Linked DNA regions of Mus musculus: regions 1, 2, 3, 4, 6 and 7 are each linked to region 5. The links are chromatin contacts, called in public Hi-C and HiChIP or PLAC-seq maps. All regions are on one chromosome and are shown on one strand. The core of a region is the stretch at or near the end of the contact, and the rest is flanking DNA. Distances in the headings are between cores, read along the strand shown. Region 1 has its middle 150 kb from the start of Gm46300. Region 2 has its middle 180 kb from the start of Gm46300. Region 3 has its middle 53 kb from the start of Gm46300. Region 4 has its middle 200 kb from the start of Kcnj16. Region 5 holds the start of Kcnj2 (potassium inwardly-rectifying channel, subfamily J, member 2). Region 6 has its middle 100 kb from the start of Gm46300. Region 7 has its middle 120 kb from the start of Gm46300.

The links. A called contact is a pair of places that touch in the nucleus more often than the background predicts. HiChIP or PLAC-seq counts read pairs in DNA pulled down with a chosen protein or histone mark.
Region 1: an H3K4me3 HiChIP or PLAC-seq map of bone marrow-derived macrophages shows a contact between it and region 5, with 4 times the contacts expected there. The contact joins the enhancer-like site here to the promoter of Kcnj2 in region 5. A contact is called at or near these places in 9 of 39 promoter capture datasets (the 3T3-L1 cell line, 3T3-L1-derived adipocytes, HPC-7-derived erythroid cells and 6 more), 8 of 484 Hi-C or Micro-C datasets (the HPC-5 cell line, bone marrow-derived macrophages, cerebellar granule neurons and 3 more), 7 of 115 datasets of contacts at active chromatin or transcription factors (acute myeloid leukemia, bone marrow-derived macrophages, embryonic forebrain and 2 more) and 3 of 9 other capture datasets (adipose tissue, bone marrow-derived macrophages and liver).
Region 2: an H3K4me3 HiChIP or PLAC-seq map of bone marrow-derived macrophages shows a contact between it and region 5, with 2.4 times the contacts expected there. The contact joins the enhancer-like site here to the promoter of Kcnj2 in region 5. A contact is called at or near these places in 7 of 39 promoter capture datasets (the 3T3-L1 cell line, 3T3-L1-derived adipocytes, the HPC-7 cell line and 4 more), 2 of 484 Hi-C or Micro-C datasets (cortical neurons and ventricular fibroblasts), 8 of 115 datasets of contacts at active chromatin or transcription factors (VIP interneurons, acute myeloid leukemia, bone marrow-derived macrophages and 5 more) and 3 of 9 other capture datasets (adipose tissue, embryonic stem cells and pancreatic islet).
Region 3: an H3K4me3 HiChIP or PLAC-seq map of bone marrow-derived macrophages shows a contact between it and region 5, with 5 times the contacts expected there. The contact joins the enhancer-like site here to the promoter of Kcnj2 in region 5. A contact is called at or near these places in 4 of 39 promoter capture datasets (cranial neural crest, embryonic stem cells and maxillary cranial neural crest), 5 of 484 Hi-C or Micro-C datasets (the C2C12 cell line, bone marrow-derived macrophages, cerebral cortex and 2 more), 17 of 115 datasets of contacts at active chromatin or transcription factors (VIP interneurons, acute myeloid leukemia, bone marrow-derived macrophages and 12 more) and 3 of 9 other capture datasets (adipose tissue, embryonic stem cells and liver).
Region 4: a Hi-C map of cortical neurons shows a contact between it and region 5, with 2.6 times the contacts expected there. The contact joins the enhancer-like site here to the promoter of Kcnj2 in region 5. A contact is called at or near these places in 5 of 39 promoter capture datasets (cranial neural crest, frontonasal cranial neural crest, hippocampal neurons and 2 more), 2 of 484 Hi-C or Micro-C datasets (both in cortical neurons), 5 of 115 datasets of contacts at active chromatin or transcription factors (bone marrow-derived macrophages, embryonic limb bud, embryonic stem cells and 2 more) and 3 of 9 other capture datasets (embryonic stem cells, liver and pancreatic islet).
Region 6: a contact with region 5 is called in an H3K4me3 HiChIP or PLAC-seq map of bone marrow-derived macrophages, with 6 times the contacts expected there. The contact joins the enhancer-like site here to the promoter of Kcnj2 in region 5. A contact is called at or near these places in 8 of 39 promoter capture datasets (cranial neural crest, embryonic stem cells, frontonasal cranial neural crest and 5 more), 5 of 484 Hi-C or Micro-C datasets (bone marrow-derived macrophages, embryonic stem cells, granulocyte-monocyte progenitors and 2 more), 16 of 115 datasets of contacts at active chromatin or transcription factors (acute myeloid leukemia, astrocytes, bone marrow-derived macrophages and 12 more) and 3 of 9 other capture datasets (adipose tissue, embryonic stem cells and liver).
Region 7: a contact with region 5 is called in an H3K4me3 HiChIP or PLAC-seq map of stem cell-derived neural progenitor cells, with 15 read pairs. The contact joins the enhancer-like site here to the promoter of Kcnj2 in region 5. A contact is called at or near these places in 5 of 39 promoter capture datasets (cranial neural crest, embryonic stem cells, liver and 2 more), 3 of 484 Hi-C or Micro-C datasets (bone marrow-derived macrophages, epidermal suprabasal cells and pre-B cells), 10 of 115 datasets of contacts at active chromatin or transcription factors (acute myeloid leukemia, astrocytes, bone marrow-derived macrophages and 6 more) and 2 of 9 other capture datasets (adipose tissue and embryonic stem cells).

Annotation. Positions count from the first base shown.
Region 1 is chr11:110,696,770-110,700,683 of GRCm38.p6, forward strand. No RefSeq gene overlaps it. Among named protein-coding and RNA genes, the nearest start is that of Gm46300, 150 kb to the left of the region's middle. Within about 2 kb of position 1,537, at least 36 of the 459 cell types and tissues checked have an H3K27ac peak or open chromatin away from gene starts, as enhancers often do. A contact at or near this core is called in acute myeloid leukemia, bone marrow-derived macrophages and macrophages, where this site is marked.
Region 2 is chr11:110,726,347-110,730,429 of GRCm38.p6, forward strand. No RefSeq gene overlaps it. Among named protein-coding and RNA genes, the nearest start is that of Gm46300, 180 kb to the left of the region's middle. Within about 2 kb of position 1,480, at least 7 of the 459 cell types and tissues checked have an H3K27ac peak or open chromatin away from gene starts, as enhancers often do. A contact at or near this core is called in bone marrow-derived macrophages, where this site is marked.
Region 3 is chr11:110,602,322-110,606,493 of GRCm38.p6, forward strand. No RefSeq gene overlaps it. Among named protein-coding and RNA genes, the nearest start is that of Gm46300, 53 kb to the left of the region's middle. Within about 2 kb of position 2,865, at least 14 of the 459 cell types and tissues checked have an H3K27ac peak or open chromatin away from gene starts, as enhancers often do. A contact at or near this core is called in the C2C12 cell line, acute myeloid leukemia, bone marrow-derived macrophages and 1 more, where this site is marked.
Region 4 is chr11:110,798,127-110,802,019 of GRCm38.p6, forward strand. No RefSeq gene overlaps it. Among named protein-coding and RNA genes, the nearest start is that of Kcnj16, 200 kb to the right of the region's middle. Within about 2 kb of position 2,100, at least 10 of the 459 cell types and tissues checked have an H3K27ac peak or open chromatin away from gene starts, as enhancers often do. A contact at or near this core is called in cortical neurons, where this site is marked.
Region 5 is chr11:111,064,066-111,067,990 of GRCm38.p6, forward strand. It overlaps Kcnj2 (potassium inwardly-rectifying channel, subfamily J, member 2), which reads left to right and starts at 2,099. Exons shown (of 2, transcript NM_008425.4): 1 at 2,099-2,269.
Region 6 is chr11:110,650,013-110,654,064 of GRCm38.p6, forward strand. No RefSeq gene overlaps it. Among named protein-coding and RNA genes, the nearest start is that of Gm46300, 100 kb to the left of the region's middle. Within about 2 kb of position 2,354, at least 9 of the 459 cell types and tissues checked have an H3K27ac peak or open chromatin away from gene starts, as enhancers often do.
Region 7 is chr11:110,670,841-110,674,670 of GRCm38.p6, forward strand. No RefSeq gene overlaps it. Among named protein-coding and RNA genes, the nearest start is that of Gm46300, 120 kb to the left of the region's middle. Within about 2 kb of position 2,386, at least 6 of the 459 cell types and tissues checked have an H3K27ac peak or open chromatin away from gene starts, as enhancers often do. A contact at or near this core is called in neural progenitor cells and stem cell-derived neural progenitor cells, where this site is marked.

The DNA of each region.
Region 1 (3,914 bases), core at 287-2,786, 370 kb before region 5:
AGTTTGGGAAATAATAATGGTAAGTGATAAAAATCATCAATAATATATAATATAATATAATATAATATAATATAATATAATATAATATATGATAAATAATGAAGTTTTAATGAATTATTGGGAATGTTATCCTCTTTGGCATTGGGTAGTCTGGGTGTAAAATAACCATCATGGCTTTGGGTAGGTTGATTAACCCCTTTGTCTTGAAAAGCCCATATCTGAATATGTGTAGATTGATGAATTGTGAGGACTGAAATGAATTATTTCATAGTACAAGGGAGATTTTTTTTTTTTAGTGGTGGTAACTTTAGCTGTCTCAGAAGTTTCAAGCCTTTTAGCCAATCTCCACACAGTAGCTTTAAAAATAATTTCCAAGATGATGGTCCTTCTAGGCTTTACACAACAGGGCCCGATGCTGTGTTCACTTCCAGGCTGAACTCATGGAAACTTTTGGTTCCAAATAGAGGAAGTCATAGCAACAACAGCGATTCATCTTCCGGCTTTCATCAGCTCCTCATGGCCTCGCTGTCATCGTCATCTGAGCTAAAAACAATTCAACCAAGGGAAAGGTAAACAGGAGCCCTTCCATTTTGCAAATGAACGAGTGGAAGTGTAGGGACATGAAGCCCTTAACTAAAAAGTACCCATTACTCATGTCCTCATCTTTCTGTGCACTATGTGTCTTAGTTTTAAAGCTGGTCTCAATCTTCTATTTTACATAGGATGTTTCACCCTGTATTGATACAGATCGAAAGGACACTTACATCAATCTAAACTCACTCACCCCAGCACAATCTGCGAAGCATCTTTAAATTTTCCGTTAGGGTAGCCCTTGCCATACTCCTCTATCCTGCAGCATCTCTATGCATTAATGGGTCCCTGTGCCTTATACCCCTGTGTATAAGTGTTGAGAAATATTCTGCTTCATCTTGCAGCTCTTGGGTAGATCACTTAGCTGGAAATTATGATAATTTGGGAGTTAGTAATTTTCTTGCCATATTCTTTTCAAGCTAGCTTCTTCTTCCCCTGCTTATCACTTCACTTTCCTTCTTCCACATACACATCCTAACAGCTTCAGGATGACCTTCCCATTCTCTCCTGTGACACCAGTGTCAAATATGTTTGGGGCATGTTCTTTCTGGCAGTAGAATGGAAAAAAAAGTATACAATATGAGTTTTCTCCATCCCCTACCTGAGAAAGATAATTATCATGAAGCTGACAATGACGGGACCAAGGTGATTCAGACTAATTCAGACATTATGGTAAGCCTACACATGTTGGTATACTTTGGATAAAGGTGAATGGTGTGAGAAATACAGCAATCAATTGCAAAGCCATTCCTCTAAGAATGACTCTAGGTGAAGTTGAGAAAAGCTATTTATAGTCATGGAGAACACTTGGTTATCAAAGGCAAAAGGAATGTGGCATTTCATAAAAAAAATATTGTTTTAGGCAAAAGAGAGGAGACACAGGGAAGGCTAGCTGAGGCGGTGTCATGCAAGGGGCTAATAGAGGCTACAATCCGAGTGGAGAGTGACAGAGGGTTGTGAAGAATTTGGAAATGCTGGAAACTTGGACATCACAAGATGGGGAGGGTTCAGTAGTGTGGCGTGGTGTGGTTAGAACTAAAGTTTGGAAGCAACGCTGGCACACAATTTGTGCATTGGCATGCTGGAAACAATGGATGGAAGAATCCGTGAGATGAAAGGAAGCAAAATTGAGTCATAGTCACCCATTCCAAATTTTCACCACTGAGGGAACTGGGCAAAGAGTGCAACTCATGACTGGATATGCTCACTGAAAGTGGAACCCCTTTCTTCTAGTTCCTGTTTAAAAATATAAACTGCATGCAAATTCAAATTAAAAAAAAAGAACCTTCCTTTGTCACGTTGAGAAACTGTGTTTTCTTTGTTGTTTTGTGACTCACCTCGGGACTATTCATACAAGAATGCTATTTGTAGGGATGGGCAGACCTGTTTGGGGGGGGGGAACAAGAACCTCTCTGGAATGTTCACCCACTCTTGGAACCATAGTTGTTGTTCTTTCTTTCTTTCTTTCTTTCTTTCTTTCTTTCTTTCTTTCTTTCTTTCTTTCTTTCTTTCTTTCTTTCTTCCTTTCCTTACAAAGTTCTCTGTTCATTTTAAAGTACTTGGCCAAGATTGGAAGAGGAAAAAACATCTCGGATATCATAGCATCCTGGGCTGTAATGCACAAAGCATCTTGGAATAGCCCTGCAAGGAGCAAAAGTAGTGGCTTAATCATCTTAATTCAAACCTTATTCATGCGGGTGCAGAGAGAGAGGTAAGCTTAAGGAAAATGTAGGGTGATGGGTCATTACAAATGGCAAGTGCTAGCCCAGGAATTAAGATAGCTTGGGCAGTTTAAATTTTGTAGAAGCTAGACAATTCAAAAGAAGTCAGTGGAGAGAAGCTGGAGGTAACTGGATCTCAAATCAAGACAAAGGATTAAAGGTGAGATCTTTAAGTAGAGTTTTTCCTATACAAAGTTTACTCATAAAGAATGAAATGTACTAGCTAGGGTCCCACCTCAAAATATAAACTTCTCAATAACCTCAAGATCTACTTTCAAGAATTTAGATTAGATAAATTAAAAAAAAGGCAACTTTCTAGGATTACATATATTTTTCATAGGATTGATAGTCTTACTTTTTTATAGTCTTTTCCCTTTGTTTTGGCAGGGAGGGGTTTAGTAAGGAGATGTTGATATCGGAGCAATTAACCCTGACAAAACTTATGGAAAGTTGCATTAAAACTTTTTAAACGTAAGCATTCAGGGATGTCTTTTGACATTTTTGTTCATTTTCCATGCCAAGGGAGAGTTTGAGGACATGGTAGTGATTTGAAAATAAAAACTGATAGAAGGGGCATAGTGTGTGTGTGTGTGTGTGTGTGTGTGTGTGAGAGAGAGAGAGAGAGAGAGAGAGAGAGAAAGAGAGAGAGGAGAGAGGGAAGAGGAGAGAGGGGAGAGGGGAGAGGGGAGAGGGAAGAGGGGAGAGGGGAGAGGGGAGAGGGGAGAGAGAAGATTAAGAAAGATAATGGCTAATCTATGGCTAATCTTGGTTGTTGAGAAGATGGTACCTCAGTTGAAGATTGCCTCTATCAGATTGGCTTGGCTTGTGGGCATATCTTTGGGAATCTTGTGCATTTTCTTGATTCCTTGTTGATGTTAGAAAGCCCTGTCCATGGTAGGCAGAAGTAGTCCTAGGTGGGTGAGCCTGGAAGAAAGCCAGGAAGCATTTTTCTCTATAGCCTTTACTTCAGTTTCCACTATAAGGTTCCTGTGTTGAGTTACTGCCCTGACTTTCCTCAGTGATGGATGTAGAAATGCAAGTTGAAATTAAGCGTTGTTATCCTTATTTTTCTTTGGGTTGGAATGTTTCATCACAATATTGTTGGTATCAAGGGGGATCATGCACTAGTAGTATAGTAGTTGGGGGTGGGAACTGCACCCTCATGAGGTAGTTAGCATTTAAAAGATATCAAAGTACTTTTAACTTCTCTGCTCTATTTTAATCTTGGAGCATTTTATTTTTTTTATAAAGCAGTCTCACTTAAAGAATGTAAACAAGGCAATGCTTAACCTTTCCTACTTCCTTCTGAGAACACCTGTCAAATATGCTTTGTCTTATGTAGTCTAACAAGCAAACTGCATTTGTCAATGCTTTATGGTTGTGATGTACATGAGCATTTTGCACAGTATGACTGCAATGATCTAATTCATGTATATTTACATGGCATACAAAGAGTTAGCTTTAGACACTACCTGGGAAACACCTTGAAGGGATACCTAGACATCCCTTGGGAGAGATGGCAACAAAGTTGACAACAGCTTTTGTGGCTGAGCAGAGAAGACATGGAATTTATACTGAGGACCATGGACAGAGAACATGGTG
Region 2 (4,083 bases), core at 230-2,729, 340 kb before region 5:
GACCATTCAACATATTCATTCATTCATGCCTTTTTGTTTCATATCACTGAACCCAATGGCCATTCACTTATTTTTCATGCATGTTGTAATTTTCCTTAATGAGTAATTAAGATTCTTTCTTGATACTGTCCTATCACCGTTTGCTGCTCAGTCATGCTATCAATACTTCTACATGCTAAACAGCCTTTGTGGATTGACCTCGAATATGTAAGTGATTAATTTAAAAATTATTTTTATATTATGTTATTTTATTTTGTACATGGGTGTTTTGCCTGCACGTGTGTCTGTGCACCATGTGCATGCCTGGTACCTGTGGAGGCCAGAAGAAAGCAACAGATTCTCTGAAAACTGGAGTTTCAGATGGTTGTGAGCTGCCACTTGGGTGCTGCGAATTGAACCTGGGTCCTCTGGAAGAGCAGCCATGTCTCTAGTTCTCTAAGTGGTCACTTTTAATACTCTCATGAATCCTTAAAGGGACAATGTTATCATCTGCAACGTTCTGGTGAGAAAGTGGAAGCCTCAAAGGCATAGGGGACTTTTCTGAGACACACAGCTAGCAAGTTGGTCAAATGAAAATTGAATTCAAAGGTGTTTATAATGTGTTTACCATGAACCTTTCTATTATCCCAGACAGAATCCTAGTCATATGTCATACCATGTCTCTCAGTGTCTATTCTCTTCACGATGCTTATTCATCTGAAATCTAATCCCAGATCTTTCTAGGTATACTTCTGTTATACTAATTCCACATCTATAATTTTAAATGCTCTCTCTCTCTCTCTCTCTCTCTCTGCCCCTATCCCCCCTCCCCCTTCCCCCTCTCTCTTGTAATTGTAAAACATTGATTCTTGTAATTAGTTCTTCACTCTATATCCAGCTAGAGTGAATTTTCCAAAATGTAGCACTAGTAACAGTTTTCGCTTTAATTTCTTTAGTCGTTCCTTATTGCCTTTGATAAAGATGCTCATGGAACCTTCACGTTCCCACATGGCCTTGACTTTCCCATCTCCTTATTTTGTTTCTTTCACGACTGATCTCTGTTTGTCAGTGGTCTTAGATTCTCTTCCTCAAGATTTTCATGCAGACTTTGCTTCCAATACCCCAATTATGTGGTTTAAATACTCACAGCCAAGTACCACCCCCAGCTCTGCAAAGGATCCTTGTTACATTCTCAGAGAGCATCTGTACATGTTCCAAGCAGAGCTTCTAGTGTATACAGGGTGGATTCTACTTTCAGGACTGGGCACTCCTCCCTGGCCACTGGAGTTGTTTCTTTATGGATGACTTCCAGTGGAGACTGCCAATGGGAGCTCTCTTCTACATAAAGAGGCAGAGTTTTGCAGTTCTTCTGTGTGACGATACTCTCTGGTTACAAAGATAAGGCTCCCTGCTGTATGGGGGTCACTCTAGACAAGGCAGTAAGTTCTGAACTTTCAATTTAATTGGCTGTGGTTCCCCATTGTGTTATACCACAAGCCCTTCCACCTAGTTCTGCTTTTTTTCCTGAGTGAGAAAGGTCCCATTCCTCAGTGAACTCGCTGTGTGCATGATCCAGGAATCTGAATGGTTTTCACCAGGTAATCTATGAAGGTTGATATGAGAAGTTACCCAGGAATGTGTTCCAGGAAGCAGATTGTTATACCGAATCACACCACCTAGGGCACATTCATGTGGCAAGCAAGAAAGACCACACTGGGCCACAGCTAAAGAAGAACTGAGGTCATCAGTACAAGAACCTACAATGGACCAAACCCTACCCAGTAACATTCCTTAGACTTGGAATCTTCTCTAGACCACTGGATGGGTTGATCATATCTTATGAAAATCTTGGAGGATACGACACCCCGATGTGTAGTTCTCCCACTCAGTGAAACAATGACATAAATTTGTGTGCATTGATTTAAGTATTTAAGACTCGTGAGTTCATTTGTTCACACAGCAACACACAACGAATTCCTTATCTTAGACAGATTTGGAAAGTTGTATGTTCACATAAAAATTAGCACATATATGTTTACAGCAGTTTTATTCAAAATTTCCAGAAGCTGAAACCCAACTTAAATGTTTTTAAGTAGATCACACAGATAAACTGTGTGATAATTTACACAATAAATGAAAAGAACTGTCACACAAAGCAACTTGGATTAATTTTAAATGCTTATGTTGAATGAAAGAATCTAATTCTAAAAACCAAACCAAATCAAACCAAACCAAACCAAACCAGACCAAACCAAACCAAACCCTTACCTGCAATCTATTGTGTTTATGTGATAATGTCGAGATTTTAAGAGAAGATGCATTTTTGTGGTTATCAGGGGTTAGGCACTGTGTGTGTGTGTGTGTGTTTGTGTGTGTGTCCATCCATGTCTATGTGCTTGATGTGATGAGACATCAAGTATAAGCAGGATTAAGTACATCCTCTCCTGCTGAGAGCCAACCATACAGTCCAGTTAGGGGAAGGGGATTCAGTGGCAGGCAAGAGAGTCAGAGAAAACCCCTACTCCAGTTGCTAGGGGACCCACATCAAGACCAAGCTGTACATCTGCTACAAATGTGTATGGGGTCTAGGTCCAGCCCCATGCATGCTCTTTGGTTGGTCGTGCACTCTGTATTAACCTCCATGGACCCAGGTTAGTTTACTCTATAGGTCTTCTTGTGGTGCTTCTCACACCTCTGGCTTGCTCAATCCTATGCCCCAACTCTTCCACAAGACTCCCTGAGCTCTACCTGATGTCTGGCTTAGAGTCTCTGAATCTGTTTCTATCCACTGCTGGATGAAGCTTCTCAGGAGACAGTTATATTAGGTTCCTGTCTGCAAGCATAGCAGAGTATCATTAAGTTTCAGGTGTTGGCTCTCTCCCACCAGGTGGGTCTCAAGTTAGAGTAGTCATTTGTTGAACATTCCCTCAATTTCTCCTCCATCCTTATCTCTTTGCATCTTCTAGTGGGTCAACTTTTGGTGGAAGGTTTGTGGGTGGTTTAATGTCCTCCTTCCTCCATTGGAAGTCTCACCTGGGTATAGAGTTTGGCCACTTCAGTCTTTATATCTCCCATTGGTAGAAATCTCAGCTAGGGTGCCCCCCAAAGACTTCCTATAGCCTCCCCAGTCTTAGAGATGCCACCCACCGATTTCTGTTACATCTTCTAGCCCTCTCTCAGCTCCCTCCCCATACCTAAAGGTCTCTTGTTATCTTAGAGCTTACTGGTTTGGCATGTCTGGCTGCTCAGCGAGCTTCCAGGAAGTTCTGTCTACCTCCCCACAGCTGGAATTACAGACATGTGTTAGTTGCCTTTTTTACACGAAGGCTGGGGATAGAAAATTATCTCATGTTTACAAGACAAGAACTTTACACACTGAGCCATCTCTTCATCTCGGGAATTTTAATTTATTTTTGGAATCCCATTTTTTTTATATGAAAAATTTCGTGTGCGTGTGCGTGTGTGTGTTTTGAGAAGTTTTCCTAGGTAATTTCTAGGGCAATTCCAGAATGTGTTTGCCTTCAAACCTTATACTTTATGTTATTGCAGCTGTGTTTGTAGGTTAGTCTTAAGATCTAACTTACAATCACTCCCTCAAAATACATCCCAGTCTTGACCATGGTTTCAGGTAATTGCCAGAATCCCTGATGTCTCCAGGGGTCCTGAGTTTAAGAAATGTTAAGAAATGTTGCCTTAGAAAATATTTTTCCAGACCTTTAATCATCTTGACCTAAGCCAGCAACAGAAATACAGTGATCTAAGAAAGAGCTCATAAGCCTCTTCAGATACTGGGGCCATCCAGGCCAACTGTTGGTGGAGATGCTCATTTCTTCACTGGAGATGTTTCAGATAGCAAATGGGTGTTAATATGTTGAGCTACCGAGCAATTCTGGCATGATCAACATTTAAATATGCGTGTTTATTTTGCATCAATTGATGTTTCTGTGGGAGAAATAAATAGCATGCATGCCGTCATAAGTGTAGTTACATGGAAGTATCATGCTTAACAACATTTTCAATATGCCTGCACTGCCTTTTAGAATAATTCTACCAAGTTGTTAGACTTGAAAACACATTTTATAGACGAGAAAACAAGCTTTAGGG
Region 3 (4,172 bases), core at 1,615-4,114, 460 kb before region 5:
AAAAACTGGCTCCCTTGGACCCTTCCTAACAACAGAAGGCTGCTGGCTAATAGTTTTAATGGAGACAATTTTAATCTGATATCAAAATTAACCTTCTGGGCCCGGGAGATAGCTCAGTAAGTAAAGTGCTTGCTGTGCAAATATGAGATCTGAGTTCATCACTCCTGAGAACCTATATTAGCAAATAGCTGGGTGTGGTGGTACATTCCTATGAGTCCTAGTGCTAGGGACATAGAGACAGGTGATCCCTGGGATTTGCTGGCTAGCTTCTTCTTCATCAAGTCCCAGGCCAATAAGAGACTCCATTTCCAAAACCAACCAACCAACCAACCAACCAACCAACCAACCAACCAACCAACAGTTTCAACAGTATTACACTTAATATTATCTTCTAGCCTTTACACACACACACACACACACACACACACACACACACACACACACGCGCGCGCGCGCGCGCGCACACATGCACGCACATGCATGCACACACCCCCACAACACACCTGTATGAATATGCATCCACACAAACACATATGCACCTTCACAGGTGAAAAAGAACTAGTTTTCTAATAATCTGATTGCCCCTGTAAACGACAGATGCCTCCGACATATGCCCCTTGCCTAGAACTTGTTGGTCCCATACTGTATGTCCCAGGCTTTTCCAGCATACTCTGGACCGAGGTGAATTCTCAGGTTACCTATATGGCTCTAAACTTGGTCACCCCTCTTTCCTAGGTCTGAAATTGAAGACGTTGTATCATCAAATACTTTGGGGTTCAAGTCAACTATCTTAGAGTTGTGTGAGGGTCTTCTCACACTCCTTCCTTCATATACCACACTACACATCCATTCTAATGGCTCTTTCAACACTGAGGCTTATAAATCACCTCAAGCCATTGACTTCTTTCCAGCTTCAAGGTTACTACCAAAGTCTAAATGATCAGAATCGCTATCTGGTCTACCACAGTAGCCTGATAATTGATGTCTCTGTTTCTACTCCTACTGCTTTAGAGTCCATCATCCATTCATAACCACTTAAAAGGGACAGTTTAACATTGTTTAATAGTTTCTCATTGCACCAAGGATTGAACCTCAAATCCTTTACCCAGCCTACAAAACACCAACATTGAATATTTTCCTTTAATCATCCCACCTTGCTTTCTGCACCTTTAACGTAGCCTCTGCCCTCTAGTGATTATTTATTTCCAGGTTCTACTGGCTTATGCCGGCTCTTACTTTCAATCTATTTTTCCAGCTGGACCTTTTGCACAGACTCCTGCTTCCTCTAAGCCCTGATGTTATCTACAAGAAGAATGCCTCACAGTTACTGTCCAGTCATTTCAACTTTCTCTATTACAATGCTTCTATTGTATGTAACACTGCCCAATCAAGCATACTTATGGTATTATACAGGGAGGCCTTAAATATGTATTAAGTAACTTGTTGTCTGAACATTCCACTTGAAATTGTGGGTTCCTTAACAACAAAAGTACACAAACATTCTTTCAAACTGTTAGGAGAGCAGACAGCTTAAAGGAATAGGAGACCATCTTTATCAGTTATATCCAAGACAGAGAGCTAGTATCCAGGATTTACAATGAAATGCAAAATTAAACACCAGTAAAAAGAAGAAAACCAAATCGTGCAAATCAACAAATGGATTTTTTTTTAAAGATAGGATTTCTCTGACTGTCCTGGAAATATTCTCTGTAGGCCAGGCTTGGTTCAAACTCAGAGATCTACCTTCCTCTGCCTCCCAAGTGTTAGGATTAAAGGCATGTACCACCACAACTGGCTGAAATCAACAGTTCACAAGAGATATAGATCAGTGGTCAATAACTATTTTAAAAAAGAAACCAAAATCTTTAGTATTCAAGGGAATTTAAGCTAAACTACTTTGAGAAACCACCTGATTCCTGTGAGATTGGATAACATAAAACAGGAAATGCTGGTGGTGAAGATGTGGGGATGTAATGTGCTGATGGGAGTGTAGTGTATACATGTGCACACATACATATGAACACAGGAATGACTATAAATGTGGACAAAGCCTAATACAATAGAAAAAGGACCAAGAGAAGCTGAAGGTCAATGAACAGGAAGGTTGGGAATGGACAAAAGGACTCTTAGGACATGGCAAAGGGGAAGAGACCAGAAGAAGGGTCTCTCTCTCTCTCTCTCTCTCTCTCTCTCTCTCTCTCTCTCTCTCTCTCTCTCTCTCTCTCTCCCTCCCTCCCTCTCTCTCCCAATCTCTCTCTCCAAACCAAAACAAAAAACAAAAAAAACAAAAAACAAAAGAAAAGCATCTTGTTAAGAAAGATAAAGAAGGTAGGGAAGAAATATGAACAGAGTTAGGAAAACACATTTTAAAATGAATGCACTACCTTATTAAAAAATAGTTAACCTATTAGTTTATTTTTTGTCATAAGGCTTCACACATCCCAGGCTGGCTTTGAATTTTCCACGTAGCTGAATTTACAATCCAGCTGCTCCCACCTCCCAAGTGCTGAGATTACAGGTAGCCAGCCCCATACTCCCTTTCTGCAGGTGTTGGCAAGGGAACCTAGGGCCTCACTCGTGCTAGGAAAGCCCTTAACCACCTGAGCTACAATCCCAGTTACAGTTTTTCTTCTGAAATGTTAAAGCTGACATAAAGTCCTCATGGTCTGAGATGTGCACCCACTGGGAAGTGCCTACGTCTACAACATTCTTGATGTTTGTCCTAATGCTGGAATTGACATATTTTTCTATAAAAATAAGAAAACTGAGGTTCATCTTTTGCAGGGACATCATCATCTGTTCCTTGTTTCAAGAGTGTGAGTATTATTTACACGTCCTGGGTTTCTGACCCCTAGTGGTAGAGACCAAATCCATTACTCATGAGCCGCTCAATTTGCAGCCATTTAACATTCCAGATTCTCTGGCAGAGAGAGGAATAATGGAAACTTGCAATGTTTTCTCTCTCGGTTTATTTCTGTTCTCTTATTTCCCCTTTTTCATGTTCCCCTTTCTTCTCTGCCACTCTCTCCTTTTGCTTTCTTCATTTCTCAAGAATCCTTAAGGGAAATGTAGACCCGCTTTCCCAAGGCATCCCAGGAGTTTGGGATGGGGGAACACTGTATTAACATTGGGTTATTTCAAGAACTCAGTAAGTGTACTCCCCCAGTCAACCAGAGCCCGTTAAATGCAGGTGCCGCAATGTTTAATGAGGTTGACAGAGACTAAGGGAAGTGGCCGCCATAGGAGCCGCATGTGGTTTATCTACCAAGTGGCAATGATCCTTGATACCCCAGTGCCACTCCTAGGGCAGCAGATCTGTCTTTAATCTACTTGGATCACTGAGCAAATGGCTTAAATAAAATCTCTGCATGAGTGAGTCATGTCCTTCTTGGCTCCCGGATGGCATACCGAGGAGCAATGGTTTACTTTGTCTGAGTAAAAACATTAATATAAGAGAAACATTTTTGTTATGTGGTATCCTAACCCTCCTCCCCCCCAAAAAAATAAAATCACAAAAAGAAAGAAGAGACATATGGGCTGGAGCAGTGAAATTTGGATGAAAAAGTTCCACTTGACACGAGGAAACTCATGAAAAAAAATGTAGTAAATTTTCTTGGCAGAGGAGGGTAAAATGCAATCAGGAAGAAGTGGAAAAATATATATTTTTTTCACTGAACTGTGGCAGTGGATCTAACAGTGTTAGGCATGTAAAGAACTAATTCTAAGCCTCTTGCAGTTTTCAGTTAGATGAGATGCATTAAAAACCCTTGTGATCCATAGGGGTGGTGTTTCAGTGGCAGAGTCTGCATTGCCATGAACAGAGATGTTCATGTCTCTCTTCAAGGGAACTGGTTCACAGGAAGATAAAAATGCAGGTAGGATTGGTGTGGATGGAATGCACAAGTCTGTCCAAGTCACTATGGCATTTTCTCTGACTAAGAGCATCCAGGTTCTGCAGAATTCTTTCTTTCTTTCTTTCTTTCTTTCTTTCTTTCTTTCTTTCTTTCTTTCTTTCTTTCTTTCTTTCTTTCTTTCTTTCTTTCTTTCTTTCTCTCTTTCTTCTCTCTTTCTCTCTTTCTCTCTCTCTTTCTCTCTTTCTCTCTTTCTCTTTCTCTCTCTCTTTCTCTCTTTCTCTTTCTCTCTCTCTCTCTCTCTCTCTCTCTCTCTCTCTC
Region 4 (3,893 bases), core at 850-3,349, 270 kb before region 5:
GTGTGTGTTGAGATGCAGGTAACACTTGGTCACCCAGGAATAGCTAGTGCCAACTTTAATAATGGCTAAACTTTGCACATAGTGTGTGTTAGCTATTCATTATTACAATGGATACTGAAAATGTCTGTCTTGCATTTGAAAATGAAAGATGGACACCTCTCTGTTGCCCACATGCAAATAATAGTCTTAGGAGCCTATTGATGTCTTGCAGCTGTCAAGAATCATACACTTGCTCTCCTGTGAGAGATGCTTAGATGCACCTTGATTTTTAAGTTCTTGATTTTGCTTTGGTTGGCTTCACTTTCTACAGTGCTGATCTGTACCAAAAAAGAGTCATTAGAAACGTCAAATGAGCAATATAAACAGTCAAGCAGCCTTTGTCAGTGTTGACAGTTCCTTAGTAAATTTCATTGTTGTGTAGATATTATAGAGTGTATTTAAATTAAGGCAGCAGTGGCAGTGGTATTGATACATGATATAATCTCACATGACATTTGTGACATATGTGGTCCAGTCTTGACTGGAATATTGTTTTGCAAGGTATGACTGAATTCTTTAAAATCATGGATAGGTCTTTGGGTTGCAACAAATTTATGTAAAAGGAAAAATGTTATGACTTCTCATGTTAAAAATAAGATACGGAAGGCTGTCATTGTCAAATTTCTACAACCAGTTAATAACAGGATAATAAGAAGCAGAAATTGTTCCCAGATTTTCAGCATGAGACACAGTTTTGGTACCAGTGGTGGGCGATTTGTTTCAAAACTAATCAATGTTTTCCTCTGATTTTTTACAGTGATTTATGGCTGGAGACAACTCAGTGGTAGACCACTTCAAGAGGCCATGTTCATTCCCGATGCCCTATGTAAAACAAACAAACAACAACAACAACATGTATAGGTGCTGACGGCACAGAGTCTATGAAGTGCTTTCCTTGAAAGCACGAGGACTTGGGTTTGATCCCCAGAAACCATGTAAGAAAAGCCAAGTGAGAAGGAGCATGCTTGTAATCCCAGCAGCAGCAGCAAGACAAAGACAGGGGAATTCTTTTTGAGCCTCATTTCCAGGTAGCTTACCCTGTCTCCTAAAACAGGTAGATACCTGAGAAATAAAACCCAAAATTATCCTCTGCCTACAAGAGCACCCACATGATGCATGGACACACAGAGATACACACAAATATATATATATATATACACGCACACACACACATACATACACACATATGCACACACATAAACACATGAGCATGTATAGGCATGCACACATGCATACACACATACAAGTATATACACACATACACACACATATATGCACACATACACACATATGCACACACCTGTGCACACACATGCACACACATGTAACCAACACATGTGCATCTATATACATACACACAAATCATGATTCATAATTTGTTGATGTGGCACTAGGACTAGAGTTGACTCAACACTGCTTAGATGGTCAGTACATTCAACAATGCCATCTGAAACTTGAACAATTGTTTAATCTGTGACATGCAAAAAGCTTGCAAGGTTTTCCTCCAGCTTTATAAAGAAAACAAATAGCAACATTTTGATTCCATGATGACCTGTAAAGCAGGTCTCTTCTAGTAAGATTATAAGAAGCTGGTATCATATGCTAGGAATCGAATGTTTTTGTTGTCTTTGTTTAACAAAAAGGAATGCTTTGTAGACAAAGACACTGATGCTTTCAAAGGACTTTAAATACTCTAGCCATGGAAGGGATCACTGGTTAACTTAAAATTGGAAAGTGCTGTGTTTGGTCACTTGTCCTTGCATGGTCACAGCCAATGAAACATGGAAAAAAATCTCTGGCTTCATACTAATGGTATTTCATTCATAAAATGCAACTGTGTCCTACTGTTTAACTGAGTGGTTCCAGGGCTGTGACAGCAGGCAGTCAGCTGGTTGGATTCCTATATAAACACAATGGCATTCCGAGGGTGGTGCTCTTTTTTCCTAATTAAAGCAAATTAGAAGCCCCATTTTGTTTCTGCAGTGAGTTCTGACAGCAGCATGTTCTGTGAATTGCTCATGGTACTTTACAGGAAGGCTTTTCCTTTCATTCAACATTCATTTATTCTCTTAAGTGTTAAATGCATTCCAGGCTCTGAAACCTTGGTTTTTCTGGATCCTTTCTAAACAGGACTAGAGGATTCGGTGAAATTCAGGGCAATAACTTGTGATGATGTTCCATTCTTTCAGCTTGACGATGCTTCTCTCTGGGTGGACACTCTATGCCCTCCCCGTCTTGATCTATCAGTTTGAATAATAGTGAAGCGGAATTTCTAAGGGGCGACCCAATTTGGCAAGGAGCAGTTGTTTGCAAGGACTCACATTGTTAAGACAAACAACTAAAATGCCAGTGCAAACATAGCAACTAGACATCAGAAGGGAGGCTGCACGCACAAGGAAAGCTTCCACGGAGCTATAATTTGACACACAGGAGCACAGTTTACAGCTCTCAGTTTCCAACAATGATATGCCTATTGTATGTATAATTTAAGGCCAGCGTCCAGGATTCAGGTATGTCTGGGTTTCATTTAATATTTGAAAAAATAAAATGATCAAGGAATGCTTAGATCATAGTTGTTCGAAGAAGCATTCCCTTGAATAAAATCCCATTGGCCAGTAGCTCATGTAAGTGTTTTCTGTAAGGAACTCAGTAAAACTCTATTCATTTCTGAAGTGATTGCTGCATTTTGTTGGCCTAAATTTTGTGTGAACTATCTGCATGAATATAAGTGTTGGGGGAGAGGGAAAGAGAGAGAGAGAGAGAGAGAGAGAGAGAGAGAGAGAGAGAGAGAGAGAGAGGGAGAGAGAGAGAGAGGAAACAAGGGAGGTAGAGAGAGAGATAGAGTAGGGAGAAGTCAACATGAAGTGTCTTTCTTAGCCATTCTTCACTGTGGCTTTGAAAACAGACTCTTTCCTGGATCTTGCTGACACAGTAGCTAGGTTGGCTGTCCAGTGAGCCTTTGGGATCCCTATGTCTCCACCTAACCTACTCTGGAATTACAAGTGCTCAACACGACACCCAGCTTTTTATTTCAAGTTATGGAGAGCAAATTCAGGTCATCCTTCTTGTGTGGCAGGCATTAGATACACTGAACTCGCTAGCCTGTGGCCTGACTTTAAGAGTTAGAAGGCTAAGCTTTAAGTATCAACCATCTTTCTATAAGTCAGGCTATGCTTCTCTGCTATGCTTTGTTGTAAAGTCTCCATCCCAGTCTTTCCAACAACGAGATCTCAGATGAAGACATAGCTCTTACTAGTTTTGTTTCCTTTGAGCTAATTTTTTTAACTCTGCATCTTGCTGAACTCTATATTGGAGAAAAAGTTAAGTTTATAAAGAGTGATGAAGGGTGTGTGCAATGAATGAAAGTCATAGGCAAGAACACACAGAAAGCCCTGCTCCATTCTGAAATCTCTTAAATAAAAAACACAGATTCATACCTGAAGTTAAATACTACATTGCTTTGGAAACTCTACTGCATTATGTCTGTAGAAGGGAAATATTTCTCTGATTCATCTGATTATCAATGCATGTGATGAAATTCAAATTACAAATTACATATTAAAGGTAAGAATTGAATGCCAGGGGGGAAGTCTTTTTCAAAGCTCCTTTCTTTCTTCAGTCTAACCGCTTTCTTGTTTTTCAGCTTCTGTGTCAGAGACAGTAAAGAGAAATCATAACAGAAGGTGAAATTTGACTCAGTTTGGTCTGTGAAGTGTTATAATCTTTGTGCAGCTAATGGCAAGAACACAGACTGGATGGAATTTTCCCGTCTTTTATCTTTCTGCCCGAAGACAGTCAACAATTACCTGTAAATAAATTTCAGACTCCAGGAAAGAGATTCCACTCCTCCCTTC
Region 5 (3,925 bases), core at 849-3,348:
AGTAAAGTCTGTGGTAAACAGAAAGACTAGAGTTATTACTTTATCTACCTCTACAGCAAAACTTACACAACCAAACAAAACCATAGGATATTGTGTTCATTTCTTTAATGATCTTCCCGCTCTATGAAGCTGTCTTGGCCTGGTGCTTATTCATTTTACTAAGAGTGAACTATTTAAGTAAAACAACTGTAAACTAGAAAATACTTCCTTTCTCTGGGTAGCTGGGCTATTTCTAACAGAGATCCTAACCTGTGGGGGCAGGGGTGGGGGTGTTCCTATAGTTTGGAAAACTCTTCACCATCTACTTAGGCAGTGAGTCACAACACAGAAGAAAGAAAGGAAGAAAAAAAAATCAATGAGCTGTTAACTCCTTTTCTATGCCTTGGTCAAGGAAGAGTTAACGTTTTCCGTCTCTGGATTCATTTCGCTTCAGGCTACAACCTGGGTTCTAATATAGTCATCTTTGCAGATTTAACCCAAGCTATTTATAAATAATATATGACTTAATATATGATAAAGAAGACTTTCCTTGTGGGAAAAAATATCCCATTATACAAGGGCTTAAATGGCAACCCTCAGTATTGGGGCTTGATGGGGATTCAGCCTCAGCAAATGAAATGCCATTTGGATATCAAAAGAGTCCCAGGGCTTTCATGATCCATTCTGCACCCTCTTAAGTGTATTGCTCATGCTAGGAAAAGAGGCAGGCTTCTTAAGGTAAAATGAAAATCTATGCACATTTCACCAGCACCTCCTAGGGGCCAAGTGCGGATGTGGGACTAGGAGGTGGGTATCCACTCAGCAGCTCAGAACGGCTCCTTTCAACACTCGTACACATAAAAGTGTGCCCTGCTCCTACCACCTAGAACGCGAAATATTTTGTAGAGGTTGTTTGGTGACTCAAGGCAGTCTTTACGGGCTTAAGTTAAAGGTAGGCAGATGCTTTGGGGTGCTTGAAGCATATTCATTAAACCGGACTGCAAAACTCCGTGGAAGATAAAAGACTCCTAAACGCATCATGTCATTTTAAAAGCAAAGCTTCGCTACGATACCAATGTACTCAGAGATAACATGCACCTGCTTTACACACTCAGTGGAGAATTCATTTATAAATTGTCAGGATGCAGGTGCTAACCGAGGCTGGTTTTTGAAGGTCTGCAGTACTCTTGCCTGGTTGCTGGGAAGGAGGACGGGGAGGCGCTGGAGCGAGGGCAGAGCTGAGAGTCTGTAGGAGTTGCTGTTCCAGAGAATTCATTACTCTCTAATTGTTCTGGTTTTACATGAGCAGAGCTTGCCGGGCGGTGGTGGAGAGAAAGATCGAGGGCGAGGGCGGACAAGGCGAAAGGAACCAGCGGCTCCCTCCCTTCCCCCACACATCCCAGAGAAGTCTAGGCGCATTTTTTTTCTTTTTTTTTTTTTTGTAAGTAATTCACCATCATTTGCGAGGAGAAACGGCCCAGTCAGACAAGCAATCGCTAGCACATCTAAATTTTGCAGGGTATTGAGTGCGGGTCCCGGGACCCTTTCCAGGTTTAATTTAAGGATTATCCGCAAGCTGCAGTTGAGTGCTCTGTGGGTTTCCACAGTCTACAGGCTGGAAAAGGGCTGGAGGGAGACGCACCCCAGTGGTTATTTATTCCCTCCCTGCTGTAGACGTCTTTCCCAGGCACTGACACCTCTCGGGCCCTTATACAGGAACACGTACAGCCGGCCTCCACTGTGGAAAGAAACCGGGAAGTGTGGGTCTCACAGAACCCAGTAGGAAGCTTTGCCCAAGGCCAGGCTGCAATTAGGCAGCCGCATGGAGGCTGAGCTTCCCACCTGTTGCTGTACCCTCTGGGCCGCGACTTCCTCCTCCTCAGCCCAGAGCTGGACTCTCAGACCAGGCTAGGCAGCTGGAGGAGGTAGAGGAAGCCACAGCAGGTTCCGAGGCTGGCAGAGCCAGGGTCCGCGGGTGTAGAGATCCTCCTCCTCCTCCTCCTGATGGCGGTTCCCGGGGCGGGGGAAGCGCAGCCACGTGCGCTCCGATTGGCCAACAGTGGGCAGAGGGCGGAGCCAACAAGGCCGGTTATCACAAGGACCGCCTCCAGGCTATCGCAGAGCGCACTGGAGCCCTGGCCAGCGCGCAGCCTTCCCAGCACCGGCAAGCAGTGTCTTGGGAATTCTCACTTGCTTCGGCTCATTCTCTTTCACAAAAACCACTGGATCTTACATGCTTCTGTAATCCCCACTTCCACTCCATGTCCCCATGATCCTGTACCAGCAACAGGTAAGGGCTTCTGTGTTTTCTTCCTGTTCTCTTCTGGGTTGTCTGTGTGTGTCCAGGGCAATGAACTTGCTCCACAGTCCTCTACCCTACAGCTCCGGCTGCTCCGGAGGTGCCCAGTTGTCAGGCTGCTGTTAATGCTTTCCTCCCGCAAGCTTTGGAGTCCCGGCTCATTGCCTATATAGTTTGTGTGCGCACCAGAACATCCTCAGAGCTAAAAATACTGAGACACGCTTGGAAGAGTTGAGCAATAGAAACAGATTTCTCTGCAGCATCTGTTTGTGCTCATAACTTCCAATGCACCAGCTGTAGGGAGATATTGGGTTTAGAGTCAAGCGCGAGCCTGGCGTGGATTCTTCCTCTTATTGCGGGTGAGAGGGAGGAAGAGAAGGAGACTGGGGCTTGATCGGACCAAGAGACTTAGCACTTAATCTAGATCCTTGGTGTTTGGGGAGGGGGAGTCCTTGCTACAGATACAGCACAAAATTCCAGAGTGAGCTTCTCAAGTCTCAAAGTTCCTTTGCTGAGAAAAAAAGGAAAAAAGTAGCAGCCAGAGTTGGATTTTAGCTTCAAGACCGCAAAACTTTCCCATCCGATGTCGGTCTCCCCTAAGTACTTTGCTATTCTTAGTAATAATGGTGTAAATTCCTCATTTGAAGACAGTGTGGTTTAAGGGAAGCAATGATCGAAGCAACTTGATTCAGGGAGGAAAACGACTGCATCATAACTAGTACTCCTATGACAGTTGAGGGAAAAACCAAGTTAGGAAATGGGTAGTCGCACGTCCGTCTGCTTCAGTCTGTCAGTGGAGATTTGGATGAGGTTATCCATTCTAGAGATTTTCACAAACTCCGAAGATACCTGGCAGTAAATAAAGGCATTGCTTGAAAACCTGTTTTGGTTAAGCACAGAAGAGAATTAATATATCTCCTTTAATCATTTGTTGTCTTTTCCTATTAATAATTAATAGGCAGTCGTATTTCCTCTTGGAAACCAGCTCTGTAGGTGCACTGTGAGCTACCATTACACTTGTCTTTCTCTTCTTACCCACATCTAAGGGTTTTATTTTTATTTTCATTACATAGTTGAGTACACACACACACACACACACACACACTCACTTCCCAACGCTCAGGAGAAAAATAGGTTACTTCAAGTATGGTGGGAACAGTGACAGTCAGGGTCAAGGTCATCTCAATTTGTTTTGTGCCTCTCACTTCATATTGTGGTATTTATTTTGTTACATGATTGACAGCTGTAAAGGATCTTGTTTTGCATTTTTGTGAAATTACTTAAACAAACAAACAAGCAAACACAAACAAAGCAGTCAGCCCCTTTCAGACACTCCTTGTAGAAACTCTCTGGCCAGCTGTCTTTCTTTGAATTCTGAGTAGTTTAGAAGCTTGTCCCTCACCCATCTTTACCTGAAGGGTGGTACCATTTCAAAACGTTTAAAAAGATATAAATTCTTGTTTGCTAAACACAAGTTGTCCTTGACATGTACACATGCCTAGAGTTTGCCACAAACATTGCTGTGTCTCAATGTTAGAGGCAACACTCACACAGATATAAATGGGTGTCTCACCCCCCCACCCCCCGCCCCCTGCACTTGTCCTTCCCCCTCCCTTCTGTTTACTGAGCTTCACAGAGGTTGCTCTG
Region 6 (4,052 bases), core at 1,104-3,603, 410 kb before region 5:
AAGCCTATATCCGGCAGGAGTTTGATGGAAGTGGTGGGGCTCAGGGCTGTTGTACCGATTGTGATTGGGGTTCAGAGATTAACGTGCCAGAAAGGCCAAGGAGAGAAAGAATTAGAAATGTGATCTGTGGCTTTACAGATTTAATTTAGGTCTGGCAAGAGAGATGCCAATCACAGGCTCAGCATGAATGAGTTTAGAATGATCTGAAATTCCTCTCAGCTGAAAGGTTTGCAACTTGTGTGGGTGCGTATGTGTCTGCCTCTGAGTGTTTGTGCATATGTGTGTGTGTGCGTGTGCGTGTGCGTATCCAGGTTGATGTCAGCAGACAAGCTCTTGGTTCTTTCATGAGTGAATTTCACCTTTTGGTTGCACACAGAGTCTCTCTCACTAGTCTGGACCAAGGACTTCAGGCTTAGGTGAGTTGCAGGGATCCACATACCTCCAACCTCCCCCTTGCCATCACTGTCACACAAGTGTGATTCGTCACGTCCATCTTCTTATATGGGGTCTGGTAAACAGAACTCAAGTCCTCATGCAAGGCAGGCACTTTACAGACTGAACCACCTTCGAAATTCAGAGGTTTAAAATTCCATGATAATAATTGGGAAGAGCGTTGGCACAAAGTCAAGCTGGTGAGGGTGGCCTAGGGTAAGGAAAAGACTGGCCTGGGTGGGTTTTCCTTTTTCAATATATATTTGTATTGTATTGTTTGTTTTGTGGTTTTTTTTTCTGTTTTTGTCCCCCTCTTATTCTTTATGATAGGGTTCTTACTGAACTAGGAGCTTGATGGTTCTACTAACTGGGAGGCCAGAGGGCTCCAGGATCCTCCTGCCTCCACTTCCTCAGTGCTGGGGTTCTAAGGTCTGCTATGGCACCTGGGTGCTCCTCCTTCTCCTTCACCATTTGGATGCCAGGGAGCAAGCTCAGCTCCTCACGTCTATGCAGTAAGCACTGTATCAGCTGCACCCACATCCCTACTCCTGACATCAGCAGCTGTGTACCACAATGCCCTCCTCAGGTATGATTTAACCAACCTATCCAACTTTGTGTTCTGCATATCTGTCTTGGGTCAGTGACCTGACAATGTGTCCTGGAATTATTTGGTGCAGCAAGGTTTCCTAGGTAGAGTGTCACTTTGGGTCTACTTTAGTTGCTATTTTGGGTAGCAATATATAAAAATGACAGGAAAGATCAAAATGACAAGGAGTCTGGGCTCTGGAGAGAAAATGCCTGGATATAAAATCTAGCTTTATCATCCACTAGAATTAAAGAAGTGACATACTTTATATGTCTCAATTCCTTCCCACGGTAAAGGGGAATTAATTATAAAGGGTAGTCCTTATATACTTCTTTGATGGTTAAGTTCAATAGTTGGTTCTGTTTCCCAATTGCCCCATGCAGCCGTGGATTTCTATGCATGGCCATCACTGTTGCATCTGCAGAAGCAGATACTTGCTAAACATAAACTAGATACCGGTATTTGCTCAATGAATTGCTCCATAGGGAATGTCTAATAATGCCTGGAGCACAGTCGCTGTTAGCACATGCTGGCTGCTGTTGTGAGTTTTCTTTCTACCTTGTCTTTATTCTTCCAGTCCTGAAGCACAGTTCTGGAAAGTATAAAGACCCTGGTGTGTTAAGAAAAACCATATCCAATGTCCAAAACTAAAGCTAGAGTTAGAAACCAGGAAGATATCTTTTCCTGACCGGTAAATGGAGATAGCCTTGCATGTCTTCAAGTCTTCTCTACCAATCCCTTTGGAAGAGCAGTGCATTTATTTACACAGACTTACCTTAAGGATGGATAGCATAGTGGAATGACCACCGGGTAAACAATATTGGGTATCTCACCTTTTTGTTTACATCGTTAGCCGTCATGGGAATCAGGGGTGAGTCTGGTCACAAATTCTTAGTTAGAAATAGCCAGAAAGCTTAGCCCTATCAAATAGACACTGGCAATCATGGAAAGTTTGCCTAATTAGTTTGTTATGGGCAGCTTGGAATTGGTTTAATCAGAAAGCCCTTGTTGATACCGTTCCTCAGAACACTTGTTCGGTGATGTGTTTTCAGGATCGGAATCAAAAGAACATTTTTCTGCCGTCCACACAAACCTGCTTGGCACGTGCTCCTGTTTATGGAAACTCCAGACATATATTTGTATTCTTTTGAAAAGGGTGGGAGTTGGGAGGGAGGTCACAGGGGAGATTAGGGCTCTAGCTCTCCACTCAGCAAGCTGAATTCTTGTAGCCTTATCTGATTTCAGAAAGTAAGCAGAGATGTAAGCTTAGTCTAGACTCTGGCTGACACAGGGACAAAGGAAAGGAATTTGCTCAGTTGAGGTCTAGTAGCAGATTCTTTTTCAGGTTGCCTGGGAGAAGAGACCAAGCCACAGCAGAGAGGTCCTTTCCCTTGGGAACTACTACTGTTTTCTGGACACACAACCTCATTTGTTTGACCTCTTCAAAAGGCAGCCATCGCTATAAAAATCGAAGCAGATGGAACAGGCTCAGACAGCAATTTGTCTAATATTAAATAGTGAAGAAATGGTAAACTTAAGACCACAGCAATGCATTAAAAGACATTTTACGTAGTTTTCACTATGGGAAATGTCGTCGTCAGTTTTTTCTGCTGCTGTGATAAAGTTATCAGGACAAAAGCAACGGAAGGGTACAGTCTTTAATTTGGTGTCACAGTTCTAGCAGATGCAGCTCATCAGGTAGGGAGGGCGTGGTGGCATCAGGAATGGAAGCCTGGAAAGCCACGTTTCATCCACACTCAGGAAGCAGGCAGTGAACAGAAAATGGAGGTTGGGTTTAGGGCTCAAGGACCATCCCTAGTCCGTGACTCACTTCCTCCAGGGAACGCACTAAGCACTCAGAAAGTTTCTCAGCACACATACACACATATGACAACTTGAAGAAATAGAAAATTCTCTATGTGATATATATGCATACGTGTCCATGTGTGTCCATGTTTGTATAGGAATGTGGAGACTAGAGATTGATATCAGATATCTCTCTCAGTCACTTTTCACATTACATTTGAGTCAGAGTGTCTCGATCAGCTTGGCGCTCCTTGATATGGTCAGATTAGCTAGCCACTGATCCACAGGGATCTTTCTGTCTCTGATTCCCTGGCATTTTGATCACAGGCACATGCTATCATGCTTGGCGATTTTTTTCTTTTAAAGGTTTATTGATTTTATTTCATGTGCATGAATGCCTCCTTTGCATGCATGTATGTGTGTTATGTGCACGTCTTGTGCCCACAGATGCTTAGAAGAGGGCATAGGATTTCTTAGAACTGGAGTTACAAATGATCGTGGATCCCCACGTGACTGATAGAAACTGACCCAGGGTCTCCTTCAAGAGCAATAAGAACTTTCAACCTCTGATCTGTCTCTCCAGCACCTCTCCATCCCCACTAAGCTTTTTAGTAGGGTGCTGGGGAACCCAACTTACACTCTCGTGATTTTGATCTCAGCGCTTCAGCCTCCTCCCCAGCTCCTTAAAAAAGAAGCTCTTTAATAAGAACCTGTTCTTTTAATAAAAGCCACTTCTGGGGTCTTCCACCAGCAATCTACTGGTTTGGCCTCATTCTGTGTTGAAAGTCCTTTATTAACACAGCCACAAAGGAAAACTAGGGAATGCATAATTTGATCCTTTGCCTTGTCCCTCCATCAAATAATGGGTGTTTGGTGGGGGGAGGGAGGGACAAGAAGGGTGACAGATCTTTCTCCAGCAGACACAAAGTAGGTATTTTATTCCAGTAGGCACATGAACACCTGATAACTTTTTTTCTTGTCCTTAAGAAATGACTAACTACAGGGTAAAACATGCTCTGGGTTCCAGTTGTCTGGATGGGTTTTGCTGTTGTTTCCATTAAAGAATGTTAACTAAAGTGTCAGATAAGTAGCTTTTGATTTCTACACCAGAGTAGACATTCAGGTTTGCTCTTTGGTTCTTTTTAACACACATTCCTTGAATTCATTGAGTTTTGCCCTGAACTTCCTTGGGGTCGGAGAGCAAGAGCCAACATCTGTACAAGACTTT
Region 7 (3,830 bases), core at 1,136-3,635, 390 kb before region 5:
GGAAAGGGTGTTTTACAGCAGCAATTACTTTATTTGGGGGTGGGGGGTAAACAGTAGAAAGTTAAGGATAATTGCAGCAAGAAATTTGTTTCTTATTGCAGTGTGAATAACCCGAGGGCAGCCAATTGGCTGGTTGCCCTACAAGTCCCTAAAAGGATGATTGGCAACTGTTTTGCATTTGTGCCCAGCAGAGGTTTGCAGATGTAGAGTGGGGAGGGCAGGGAAGATGGTGGGTGTGGGAGCTCTGTTGCTACATATGTTTGCAAAGTCAAGTGTTCTATGGGGATTAGAGCAGAACGGGACAACTTCTAGTGCATGAAGCAGAGCGAGGTTTTCTTTAAGATGGGACTTGCAGCTGCGTGCTACTTGGCGTCTCCTGACTCTGCTATAAGGCCAACACGCGCGCAGGCAGCTCAGTCACGTAACCCTTCTGACTTTGCTGTTTGCTGCCTGCGACTGTATGCAGCTTGCTGGAGCCTGAACCAACATGCAATTACGAGGTTGTGAGCAGCCAGGATCTGGGTGTTCATGGCCTTGGGTGAACTGACTGTACCACCCTCTGTACTTGGAGTCTCAGCCAAGGTTGGCTGCACCCCTAAATTTCTCTGTCAGGTGTGGCATCACAGAGATGATTATTGTTGTTGTTCTTTTTACATTTTATGAGAACAGGATAGCTTCCAGATTTATTTTTTTTTAAAGACAGGTCTCATGTAGCCTAGGGTTGTTTTGAATTTGTTATGTAGCTGAGAATGACCTTGGTCTTCTGATCTTCCTGCTTCCATGACCCCAGTGCTACTACTATAGGTGTGTGTCACCAGATCTTGGTTTGTGTAGTGTTGGGGATTAACCCAGATTTGTGTATGCTGGAGAAATCCACTGAACTACATTTCCAGCTTCTCTAGAGTGGTTTTAGGTATGGCTTCCATAAATATATTTTTTCATAAATATATAGGCCTCATTGTCAACATAGGCAGCAATGACACATTTATGTCAGACTTTTATCTGATGATTATTTAGCAGTTATTTTGGGTATGGACTTTTAAAAACGGAGTTCCTTTTTCTCTATGAGTAAACAAAGTTATTACGAAAAGAAAAAAACTCAAACTGAAGATGGAGATATATCTATTCATTTATATATTTGTCTGCATGTATATGTATATTTCTTGCATGTATGTAAATTCACCATGTACCTGCAGTGCCCAAAGAAGGCAGAAGAGTGCATTGAGTCCTCTGGAGCCAAAGTCAGAGACAGCTGACAGCTGCAGACTGCCATGTAGATGCTGGGAACTGAACCTTGACCCTTAGCAAGAGCAGCAAGTGCTCTTAACCACAGAGCCATCTTTCTAGCCCCAAAGGTAGAGATCTAGATTCCTGTATCTCCATATCCTTTCATTTGATTTTTCTAGGTGAAGGAGAAAAGTACAAAATTTCAGTCTACTAGTTATTTCCTCAAATAAACTTTGACAAGTTTTATTGCAATGACTTTTGTATTTTACGTAGATGGGAATTCCAATCAGGAAAGAGTTAATATACTATTATGGTTTTATGACAAAATGACTGTTCTTGGCCTGACCAACTTGGTTTGGCTTCTGTTTCATTTCTTAGGTATCTCTAAATTCCTGTTCTATGGTGTTTATGTACCTCTTCCCTCCAGCCCTCAAAAGGATTGTAGTTCTTCTGGCTACAAGACCATCACATACCTCTTTGCTGTTTCTAGGAAATACTCAGTTGCTTCTTCCTGTTTATATATTATCCCACTCTCACTGTTTTCTCCAAATTTCCACACTGGTAGACTATTATGTCTTCAAATTGTGTCTGTCAAACACTTTGTAACAGTTTATCATTCTGTGTGAATCTGTTATGAGTTGACTGCTGGCGACTGGATCTATTAATAAGTACCCTGTTTTGGGGAATTATGACTCTGGGGATAGAGAGGATAACTTAAAGGAAAATAGTGACTTCTATATGGATGACACATCATCAATTCAAGTAGATGTCATTAAAATTCAATACTAACAAGGACAAGAACAATATTGAGGAAAATATGAAAGGGGAATTGATGGAAGATCAATATTCAGTTTGTCAAAAGAGATCCCTAAAGGACAAACAAGTGAATTTCACATAAACCTGGACTTGAACTTCATTGTGAAGTCAAACATGAGACAGCATTATAAGGGGAGGGTCATTGATCCTGAAACACAGAGGCATTTGCTCTGTCCTAAGTGTGTGTAGATTGGGAGTGATATCTCTCTTCTCAGAGGAGGCAAGATTCTGCTAGCTGCAAAATCAGTGCCAGTGTCTGCAGCTGTGCCTGGCTGAGGATCAAGGCTCCTCTGGGGAGCTCTGGGTGATCAGAAGGAATGGCTGAGGACATGTAAATGGGATAAAAAGATAGACACTGAACTACAAAATCAATGCCAGAGAACAAAAGAAGCACAGAAGCATCAGGGAATAAAGGAGGGGGGCTGGCAACCGGAGACAGCAGAGCTCACAATAGGCAAGGGAAGCAAGGCAGGAGGGTGTGGTAGAGAAGGGTCAGAACAGAGAAATCGCCTTGAGATTTATTTAACACATGGACGTGGATGAACTTAAAGAGAACCACAGTGTTAGAACTAGGGAGCAAGATACTAAGAGGGTTCTGAGAAAGTGTAAAAGTCAGAATAGCACACTGGGGTTGAAAAGTCTTTAAATCTTTCAATGGGTGAAGAACATTGCCAAAGGCAAAATACCCTTGTCTGCCATCAAACTATTGGACAACGTGTTCCTTTTTTTTTTTTTTTTTAAGATTGTTGTTCTCAGAAAGCCCAGGGCAATCAAATCTTAGCCAGAAGCATTGAAGGTCAGGACTGAAGTAGATATCTTGGGAGATGAAGGTGAAGATGTATGCTAACTCTCTTGGCACTGTGAGTGGGCAGGACTCCATCCTTAGGAATAGTCCTTCTTGGACTGACCTGTTATTATCGCTAGCCTCTCTTTTTTTCCAGAGCACCAAATCAACCACAAAGTCCTAAAACCAGTGGTTGAAAAAGGATTTTAATTGATGTTTTTCTTCTCTTAATCTGAATTCAATGGTGAATGGTTTTAGGCTTTTATCTAGTGGGCTCTATTATTGGTAACAGACCAGTTATCTGAGACCTATGAGGGATGAATTTACTAACTAGTCATTGACAAGAGCCTGATAGAGAACATAGGCAACCTGTGAGTCAAGTTTATGAGCAGAACGTGGACCATTAACAGTGTGAGTTATTATAGCTGGCACAAGTAACACCCAAGGTTTGCAGCCTGGGAGACTGTATGAAAAAGCTACCTGAGAGTTCACTAGTAGGCAGCAGCACAGAGAATGTGTTGCTCAGACATGGGATAGAAGCTCATTAGTGCCTTTGTTCTGGATGTGGCCCAGGTTTCCATGGATAAGTCTATCCTAGGTAGACTACCATCTCCCTCTGTGATGATCCGATCGTCTTCCCCAAAGGAGAACTGGCTGTGCTTGTTTTCTGGGAGAGTTAACGTACCTTGGGGTTCTTTGTGGTCTGCCAGATAACTAAGGCTCATCTTGTGAGGGTACCAAGGTTACTGCTTATTGAAATCTTCCTTCTTTAGGGGAAATGAAACATTTGGAAAAGAAGTGAAGAGTAAGCAGAGAGCTCCACAGTGGGTCTTCCTACCATCTATTAGATATTTCAGAGTATCAGCTAGAGAGTTCATTGAACATCATGGAGTAGGGGAGGTTCCAGCTCTCACCTTTGTGAGTGTATTCCTTCTATGCCACATTCTAGCATCCATAATGCAACGGGGCGGGCACCATACTCTTCTGCTCTGTTGATATGATC